Linked DNA regions of Danio rerio: regions 2 and 3 are each linked to region 1. A link is a contact called in public Hi-C data. All regions are on one chromosome and are shown on one strand. The core of a region is the stretch at or near the end of the contact, and the rest is flanking DNA. Distances in the headings are between cores, read along the strand shown. Region 1 holds the start of vps8 (VPS8 subunit of CORVET complex). Region 2 has its middle 48 kb from the start of igf2bp2b. Region 3 has its middle 9.6 kb from the start of tmem41ab.

What was found. Hi-C and Micro-C count contacts between places; a contact is called where the count stands out from the background.
Region 2: a contact with region 1 is called in a Hi-C map of an unstated tissue, with 5 times the contacts expected there. The contact joins the enhancer-like site here to the promoter of vps8 in region 1. A contact is called at or near these places in 2 of 18 Hi-C or Micro-C datasets (hematopoietic stem cells and an unstated tissue).
Region 3: a Hi-C map of an unstated tissue shows a contact between it and region 1, with 2.8 times the contacts expected there. The contact joins the enhancer-like site here to the promoter of vps8 in region 1. A contact is called at or near these places in 3 of 18 Hi-C or Micro-C datasets (caudal fin, hematopoietic stem cells and an unstated tissue) and 1 of 4 datasets of contacts at active chromatin or transcription factors (caudal fin).

The regions. Positions count from the first base shown.
Region 1 is chr1:33,661,806-33,665,040 of GRCz12tu, forward strand. It overlaps vps8 (VPS8 subunit of CORVET complex), which reads left to right and starts at 1,539. Exons shown (of 45, transcript NM_001080616.2): 1 at 1,539-1,710; 2 at 2,008-2,076. The coding sequence starts at 1,639.
Region 2 is chr1:34,097,129-34,100,363 of GRCz12tu, forward strand. It overlaps a transcript of igf2bp2b not described here. Among named protein-coding and RNA genes, the nearest start is that of igf2bp2b, 48 kb to the left of the region's middle. Within about 2 kb of position 1,638, at least 10 of the 62 cell types and tissues checked have an H3K27ac peak or open chromatin away from gene starts, as enhancers often do.
Region 3 is chr1:33,998,842-34,002,076 of GRCz12tu, forward strand. No RefSeq gene overlaps it. Among named protein-coding and RNA genes, the nearest start is that of tmem41ab, 9.6 kb to the right of the region's middle. Within about 2 kb of position 1,745, at least 4 of the 62 cell types and tissues checked have an H3K27ac peak or open chromatin away from gene starts, as enhancers often do.

The DNA.
Region 1 (3,235 bases), core at 289-2,788:
TTTATGTTAAATCTTTTGATATTATTAGGAAAGTTTCATATACACAAGTGTAAATGGTCAGAGAGGAAGGCTAATATCTTCCACTTAAAAGCTGCTGTCAAACTTTATTTAAAAACACTTAAAGCAATCAAAACTGTAAATACGGGCCTACTCCAAGAACTAAACTTCTCTTCTCTACAGTAATTGTTATGTTTATTTGCTCTTGTTAATTTTCTTTCTTTCTTTCTTTTGTAATTTTGCTTACATATTTTATGATAAAATGTGAATATCCTATTGAAAGATTTATACATTTGGTTGGAAATGTTCAGCATATACACATACATCAATTTATAAAATCTGTGATATAAATGATTGCATATTTATCTTGTATACAACTTAAATAATTAAATAAATAAAAAAAACAAACAAACAGTATAATAATAATATATGATAATGATAATGATAATGAAAATGATAACAACAACAACAACAACAATATTAATAATAATAATAATAATAATAATAATAATAATAATAACGTGTTTTAAAGAAAACGGCATAATTTAAAAAAAACTGCATTTCTATTTCTATTGTATTGCCTTTCTGTTCAGATTTATATTAAATTACAATGATGATGGAGTTAAGTGAAGGCTTATTTTATAGAATTAATTAATTTATAAGTGAATTAAATAATTTATAAGTGAGAATAATAATAATAATTGCGGCGCATTATGTAGTCCTGTCGCCTCACAACAAGAAGGTTGCTGGTTCATGTATGTATGTATGCGAATGACTGTGTATGGGTTTCCCAGTAATGGGTTGCAACTGAAAGAGCATTCGCTGCGTAAAACATATGCTGGATAAATTTGTGGTTAATTGCGACCCCAGAATAATAAAGGGACTCAGCCGAAAAGAAAATTAATGAATAAATGAATAATAATAATATTGATAATACAGGGAATTTGGTGTTTTTTATGTATTTTTAAGTTTACTAAATTAAAATTACCACTCAAGAAAGACAGGTAGTAAGAAGAAACTCTACTGATATCATACGATGGTAATAACATTTTTATTAAAGACACAACTTTTTATTTTTATTTTTTATTAAAGAATGCAAATATACAACCACAATCAGGAGATCGACATAAAATTGAGAAAAATACAAATTACATTAGCAGCAGAAAGAAAAAAAAAAAAAGATTAACAAAACAAAGGAAGGGGTGAGTAATTTACAATTGTATAAAAGTGTATGAAAATAAATTAAGAGCATTAGGAAAGCGTTCTAATCAGAGTCAATAGACAACAGCTCTTTATATAGAACCAGGAATCTGACACATTTTTTGTTTTACACATACAGAAAGATTTGAGCAGTGAGTCAACTTCAATCAGAAAATGTAAAAGAAAATGTAAAATGTAAAAGAAAATTGAAGCCATGCATTTTTTGCTTATGTATAAAAAAAATCCAAACAAGTTAGCCGGATATGTTTTTAAAGACACGACTTTTTATAAACAGGAAGTTGAATGATTACGTATGCCGTGAAGTCCCGCCTTTTCCGACAACAACTAGGATGTAGTCTGTTGCTGTAGTGCATTTTGACTACAGCTGATAAAGATATAACTTGATGATATTTTATCCAAGAGCTGATCTTTGACAGTACAATGGCTGAGTCTCCAGACTGTCGGAGTCTTGTTTCTGCGTCGTCACAGCTCAATTTAATGGAAATAGAGGCGGTACGTCTGAGATTGACTAACGTTAACGTTAAGATGATTCAGTGTCTATGATTGTGTTAATTTTTGTTATAATTGGTTTGCTTATTTACAGGTTATTAGATAGGTGCGCTTTATTTATGCTTCTTTCTTTTACGTTTGTCACTGAGGTCGTGATTGTTTTGTGCATAACCGTTATATGTTTTTGTAATGTATTATTGTTATTATATTGTATGTATGGTAAGAATCCTCTGCACTTCTTTATAGCTCTGTTCTTTGATACATGTGCGTTTTAATAGTAAACATGCATTTACATTGTAGATTGACGATAAAGAGTTTGACATCCCTCAAGTGGACACACCTCCGACCCTAGAAAGCATCCTTAATGAGGTCAGTATCAGACTGTCTGTTTTTTTTATTGTTCCCTATCAGCACCCTCAAGATATTAGATGTGCAGATTCACCAGTCGAAGGTTAGAACGCACCTTTATGCTCTTTTCAACGTTTCATAACTATATGTAGAGACAGTTATGAAACCAAGTGACACATGTAAATGGGTTTATGGGAATTATGGATAGACCAAGATTTTATAAAAAAACCCTAATGTAATATTATCCACTTTTCCAATCAAATGTTTAAAATAATTTGTGAAGAAATTAAAGGGATTGTTTACCTCCAAATAAAATGATATGCTAAATTAAAAACCCCCACAAAAACTAGGGATGCTCCAATCAGGATTTTTGCAGCCGATACCAAGTACTGATTCTTTGTCATAGTGATTGGCAATGCATAAAGCACATTTTTCCTCTACGTATGTTACTTAAGTGGAGATATCTTCTTACCCAAGTTAAAAAAAAATTAAGGATGTTGCAAATTACCCCTTAAACATTTCTCTTATAGCCATTTAGGTGTGAACATGTCATGGTCAAAAGAAGATTTACAGAAAATAATAGATAAAATCTAAAAAAATTGGTCAGAAAAATGACAAACAAAGCAATATGAAAACATTTTTCAAATTGCATATTTAATGCATAAGAAGTTCAAATGCACACATCCCTTACTTCTTTACTAAAATAGACCTATAAAGTACTGTTTATTGCAGTAAGTATATTACAAGAAGTTATATTATTAAATCTTTATGTAAAAAAAAAAAAAAAAAAAGTTTTATTTATGTAATTTTCCAGCCAGGTTTTAGTGAAATTGCAATATTGTCAAAAACACAAAACATTCAGTGTTTTATGTAAAAAGGCCTGAATACATGCAAGGTCATTCTAATATTTTGCTCGTCCCCAACTAACACAAACCCTTGCAATCGGTTCATGATATCAGCCAGATCAGCAAGTACCGATTGAGTAATGATAGCAAACTGTGGCTGACTAATTGGAGCATCCCTTACGAAAACTGTAACATTATTCAAGGAAGAGATGTAAATTGTGTTACCATTTACTCATCATTCACTTGTTGCCAAACTCTTTCTCCTGTTGAATACAAAGAAAGTTATTCTGAGGAATATTGGGAAAAAAGTGTTATTAACATCCACAGTAGCAACA
Region 2 (3,235 bases), core at 388-2,887, 440 kb after region 1:
TTACAACCACTTAACTTAAAAAAGAGCAAACCCAAGAAATTATCTTTGAATTATTTTTTACAGTGTATATTTTACCCATGTGTTGGAATGAAACAGCACAACATTTATTAGTGCAAGTATAACTGCAATATCGTTTTACTGAATCAGCTTAGGTTTGCTTTATTTTCTATATACATCATTTCTAAAAAGAATCATGTTAGAATATGAGCATTAAATACTACCTGATAGGCTTTTGATGAATGTTTGCACTTCTCTTAATCATCACTGCATACACTTCCCTTGTATGCTTTGGACTCAATATAAAAACTAAAGAACGCTCATAATGAAGCAAAAATTAACAAATGTTTCTCTCTCCCTCTCTTAGTTTGTATTTCTGCTTTCCAACCTTTTTTACAGTACTTATAGATCACAAATTTCAATGGTAAATGTCTTTTCTTAAGAGCTGGACTGAATAGAATCATATATATTTTTTTACTCCTCAAGTTTAAGCTTATAAAAGTATGATGAGCCTAAATAAAATATGACCCTTCGCAAACTGTTCCATTTCTTTAAAAAATAAAATAAAATGATAGTAAATCCATATGTCAGGCTTTACAGGGTTAAGACACAATTTCTGGAATTCACAGTACATACCAGAATACAGTCAGAGTGAATGTGAATTTAAAAAATCATTGCCCTAACTGTTAGTGAGTAACATTAATCAATACATCCTAGAAGTGCAAAGAAACAATTACAAGTACATTTCTGCTAAATATGAAAACAATTTCTTTAAAGCTAACTGTTATGCTGATTGATTTTATTACATATTTGCCTATATTGAGATTCTAATTTCCACTGTTAATTTCCTCTGCTAAAGATTTAAGTGAAACTTTTTTTTGTTCAAATTGATACGAAATGTTAAAATTAATAAAAATTATTTAATAATAAAAGGGAACAAATTCATCACTGCAAGTGCCACCACAGTAAAATATATATTTTTTAGAAAAACAGGAAATCTTCTAACTTTGTATATACAAAAAAGTGCATTTAAATGTAACATTTTAATTAACAACAGGATCCCAACTGCAGTGGAGTGAGTCAGTTCAGCAGAATGTAATGAAATCAGAAAGTGCCGAGCAGATACATTTCCCACACTGGAAACAATGCGAGTAAAAGATTGATGTTGGGATTTTAGGAATCAAAAGGAGTGTTCAAACAGATATCACACTGCTGAAAACTGCTATTTTTACACAGCCCTAATTAGCAGAAAAGGAATGCTGTTACAGAGGAAGAAAACACAAATCTGTAATTTATAATCCTAACAAGGATAACGAATAAAGAAAACAGAATATTTTAATATATAATCTTTATATTAATGACCAAATACACAAGATCATTGTGCATAAACTAAAAACAGTGACTAGCCAACTTAATATAAAATAGCATTTGCCCACACTCATCTGCTGTTCTAATCATGATAGCTACATTCAACATGTGTTCTGTGACAGGATTCCTCTGCATCAGATGACACAGGGTGACAGAACTGAAGTCCTGTTCACAGCGTGGCATCTGATCCGCTCGGCTCTAGTTACACATACACACACACACACACACACACACACACACACACACACACACACACACACACACACGCACGCGCACACACACAAGCCGGGTGCCTTGGCCCACTTCCACTGACTGTAGTAGCGCTGTCTCCGCACTACCGCATCTATGCAGATTTAATAAAGAAAAGTCTTTCCGAAAATGTACTTCAGCAAAAACATGTATAAATAAATAAAGTCACTACCTCCTCAAAAAATTTAATTTAAAAGGTTTTAAATCTTAAAAAAAAAATGAAAGTTCTATAAATTGTTTTATTAACTGAGTTATTTCAACTTAGTTAAATAGCAAAACAAAACAAGCATCTTTTGTGTGAAGATATAAAAAGAGCATTGGATTTTTAAACAATTTGCAATTTACTTTCAGATAATAATTATAAACTAATTATATAAACAGCAAACTAAATAAATATCTTATACTATCAATAATTTTGCTTCTATAGAATTTAAGCTCCATTAATTTTAATGCTTTGTTTTTTTAATTTAGTTTATTAAATGGCTTTGATAATTTTGATCAAATCATCGATTGATTCTGTATAACTTTGCTGACACACACTCTCAAACGATCTGTATTTCTAATTCACATGAAATTTAAAAGCACTGATTTAATTTGTTTTAACACCCAGCTTAAAAATAAACCCAATTTAGTGGAGCAGGCAACATTTTTTATTTTTATTTTTTAACTAAAATACAAATTTAATACAAAACGTATACTCAAAAGCTGAAAGAACCTTAAAAGTTCTGGTTTTGTGCATTTTTGTGATATTGCTGAAATTATGTTGCTCTTCAGATTTTAACAATTATCACCAATCAACATATTTAATGTTTGAATCTAAATATGTATCGTGTTCAATGTACAGTATTATTATAAATATTATACTTATTATTACAATGTTGTACATGTACAATTATTACCAAATAATATATTTAATAAATGAATCAAAATGTATTACAATAATTGTGATTATTATGGATCTGATTCTTTCTTGTGGAGTTAAATAGGACCCTTTTGCAATAACAATTTGCAATTTAATTGATCATCAGGAATGTTTTTTTTTTTCATGTACTTACACTGCAATATAAACTTACTTGAAACTTTTGAAAACTTAAAATGGTTAAAATAAAATCAACCATACAAACTAAACAAAAAAGCAAACAAACAGAACTCATACAATTTATTAAGTGTTAATAATGGAGGATAATTACAATTTAATTATAATTTAAATATCATTAGTGATTACACAATATTGACATCAAATTTTTGTTTATGTTGTTATTAAAACATAGAAATAGATTTAATTGGGAAATTAGAATGCTTTGCCACAAACACAGCAACAAATTGAAAAATCTGTAGATTAAAATGTACGACAATAAGCTTGTATAAAATGTTTAATATAGAAACAGTTTCAAACAAATTGAAAATTAGTTTAAAACCTGGACTGTAAAAAAGGTTCAAATGCAGCTCCATAGCCACACAAAGTACAACAATGTACCCTATTTAAACGACACAAATTTTCAGTTTGCAAGTAGTAGTGTGTGCTTTACAACCATTACAGTGAACCTAATTATGTTCTTAACCAACATCTAACCTCGGAAGGTGCTTTGAAGACAGTGGGGGATCTCACTTTATTATTAAA
Region 3 (3,235 bases), core at 495-2,994, 340 kb after region 1:
CAGACACAATGCACTCAATGGAGTAATTGAAGTCACTATGACGGGTAGGGTTAGGGGTAAGGTTAGGTGAGCGCATTAAAAAGCATTGGATGCAGCTCAGATTGCACTGCACCAGGTCTGCAGCCAGACCCCTCTCCTTTCATCTGCCAAAGCTTTCAGAAACAACACCTGATACATTATACATGTTTTCTGCACATTTTAGACAGCAGTTTAAGCTATTTTCTGTGATACAATGGCAGTTAATAATTCCAAATCCTTCCAAAGCCTTGCCTGTGTTGACAGCTGTTTGAGCTTTTAAGTCAACTCTGCCATCAAGTGGTAATGAAGTAGAACAAACCTTTCCAGTCCTCTGCTAAAAAGAGGGTTGTTAAAATGCAGGTTAAGACTTGATTAAAGACATTGTACGATTTATTTTCACAATTATTTTCACTGTGTGGGTCAAACTGGCATACAGTTTTATTTTATGGATAAATAAACATTCTTGACCTACTCTTTTTTTTTTTTTTTTGCACATTTGATGACATTACTAGCCAGAAGTTATTAATTAAGCAAATATTCCCTTAGTTATCATGCTCTCTTTACTTTGTTGTACATGATTAAACTGTCATGCTGTTCATGAAGTCTGACTGAAATCTGTTTTATGAGGTGACTTTACGCAAAAACGCAGCCTTCAAAGACTCTGCCTGATAGTGCAGCAAGGTTACATCTGCCTGACCTTTTAACACAACCAACAAACATATGTATTGCACAAGTCATCTACTAGTTTCATCAATAATAAAAATGACTTATTAAACATTTTTTAAAAATACAATTTTTTTTTTAGATAATCAACTTCTGTTCTGTGATGCTGTGTCAACCCTCGTTCTATATCTGTTGGTGTACTAAAGATACTGATAAAGTCTTTTTGTAGTATTTTTTTTTTTGTTCTATTTTCTTTGATTAAGTGATTTTTTATTAAATAAAAATTTGTTAAAACGTCAATAATGAAATAAATAGGGAAGCATCAAAGCTCTAGTGAGAATTATTCTGCTTTTATCACTTTCAATGAAATGCCAATTGAAATGTGATAATTTATTGGTTTCACCTTGGTGACAAGGTTGCACGTCCTCATAATAAACCACCATCTTGCAATCACCGCCTCTGTCATCATACCCATGTTATCATGTGTGTTCTGACACACACACACACACACATAGGAGAAACATATGATTTATGTTGTGGGATGGTTATCAGCTGAAGTACTAAAAACATACACGGTGAAAGGTTACATTTTTATTTTTATTTTTTACGTTTTTTTAATCAGCAGGATGAATGATTCAGTGACACTCATTAAGTTCAGGCACACTAATGTAAACATCAAAGCTTAAGATTTATGTGGGCTACTCATACTATAAGACCCGATTGTTGAGCAGCAACTTGACTGCTCACACTATACATGTGACATCAAGGTTGCACCCTTCATGGTTGCATGGCAAACTAGCATATGGTGCATTTACACCATCTACTGAAAAGCTTGAATGAAAGGGCTTTGGGGGCTTAAGCCCCTGATGTATTGTCAAAAGCCCCTGATCTTTTAGAATTTGATGCACTTAAATAAAAATAGGTTGTATAACATTTATTTTGTTATCTAAGTACTTAAAATGACCACATGCATCACGCACATTCCACTTAAAGCAGCATTTGTGTCTGGTGATTAAATAGTCAGCTGTTCAGCAGTACCTGTTTCTACCGGCAGGTTGGAGTGGCACTGTTGTCACATAGTGTTAAAAAAATCCCGCCACTGCACTCTCATCATTCCTTCATTATTTTGAGGAGCTGAAGCTGATGAGGTAATAATAAAACTGTTTCGCGAAACTGAATAATTCCAACTACTGATGAAGCTTAATATTTGTTTTCATAAAATGTGTGTAGTTTTGGTGAAATAAAATAACTAATCAATAATATGTGCATCATATAAATGTAAATACATGCGAATTAGAGAAAAAAAAACGTAAATTGTATTAGCTTAGATATGATAAAGATATCTAAACATATTTATCTAGATATGATATAGCCCGTCACATCTGTTCCTATAATAGTTAAATGACAGTGAGCATATTATTTTATAGCTACTGTAACATGGTTCTGGGGGATGAACTGTGAACTCCTTTCGACTCTAGCAACGCCCCTGCCTGTGCCAAATGCAAATGAGCTGGTTCTCCCTGCCCACCATTCCCACAGTGCTTGTCAAAGACACAGAGATAGCTCTCTATTGCTCTGACACATCATGTCTCCATTTTCTTATGTCACATCAACAGCACAGCGACAGATAAAAATTAGAAATACTATAGTAATAGTATGGTTGTTTGATGTACTTGTTGTGAAGTGAATTAAAGCTTTTCTGGAGCAAAGAGTCGCACACACAAGTTTGCGTGAACACACACACGTTTAACTTTGCACTGTTTGCATGGCAAATGTGACAAGAAACACATTAATATCCACTATGTGTATGTTATGTACAAAATAAACCTGATTTAAAGAGCAAAATCAATATTGAAGCGATTGTACTGACATGCAGCTGTGGTGATGAATTACATAGTGATTTTACTCTTTACTTTAGAGTAAAGTTTATTTTAAAGGCAAGTTTATTTTATTAGAAACATGCACTGTTTCAAAATATTTTAAACTTGTAAAACTTATTCTTGAGCTGAACAGACTTTTTAATCCCAGTTGCTTTGCGCATGTCCTGTCTTGTGGATACACGTGTTACTATGGAGACATCTTAATACGCGGCTGTCAGTCAATTCGATTGGTAGAAAAACCCGCACTGCTCCTGTCAAGTTGCGGTATCCTTAGAACTGCAGGGATTTGGATTCTATTTTAACATCAGGAATTTTAAATAAAGAGACTTATTGTGTTTCTATCACTCTATTATGACTGTGTACGCACTATAGACACAGTTCTGTTCAAACATTTTTATCATGGGTGCCCTTTAACACACATACACAGGCTGTCTGCCTTATGTTAGACACAAATGGCCCATTTCCACTGAGCGGTATAATATGGTACAGTTTGGTACTTCTTTACAGTATGTCCATTTCCACTGTCAAAAGGTACCAAAAAGCAAAACGTACCATAAAACTTTTTGGGTACTCTTTCAAAAGGTTTTCAAAACAACAGAACAGTACCAGGAACAGGGATGGGCAAAACTTGATCCACGAGTGTCTGTGTCTCTGCAGTTTTTTGCTTTAGCACT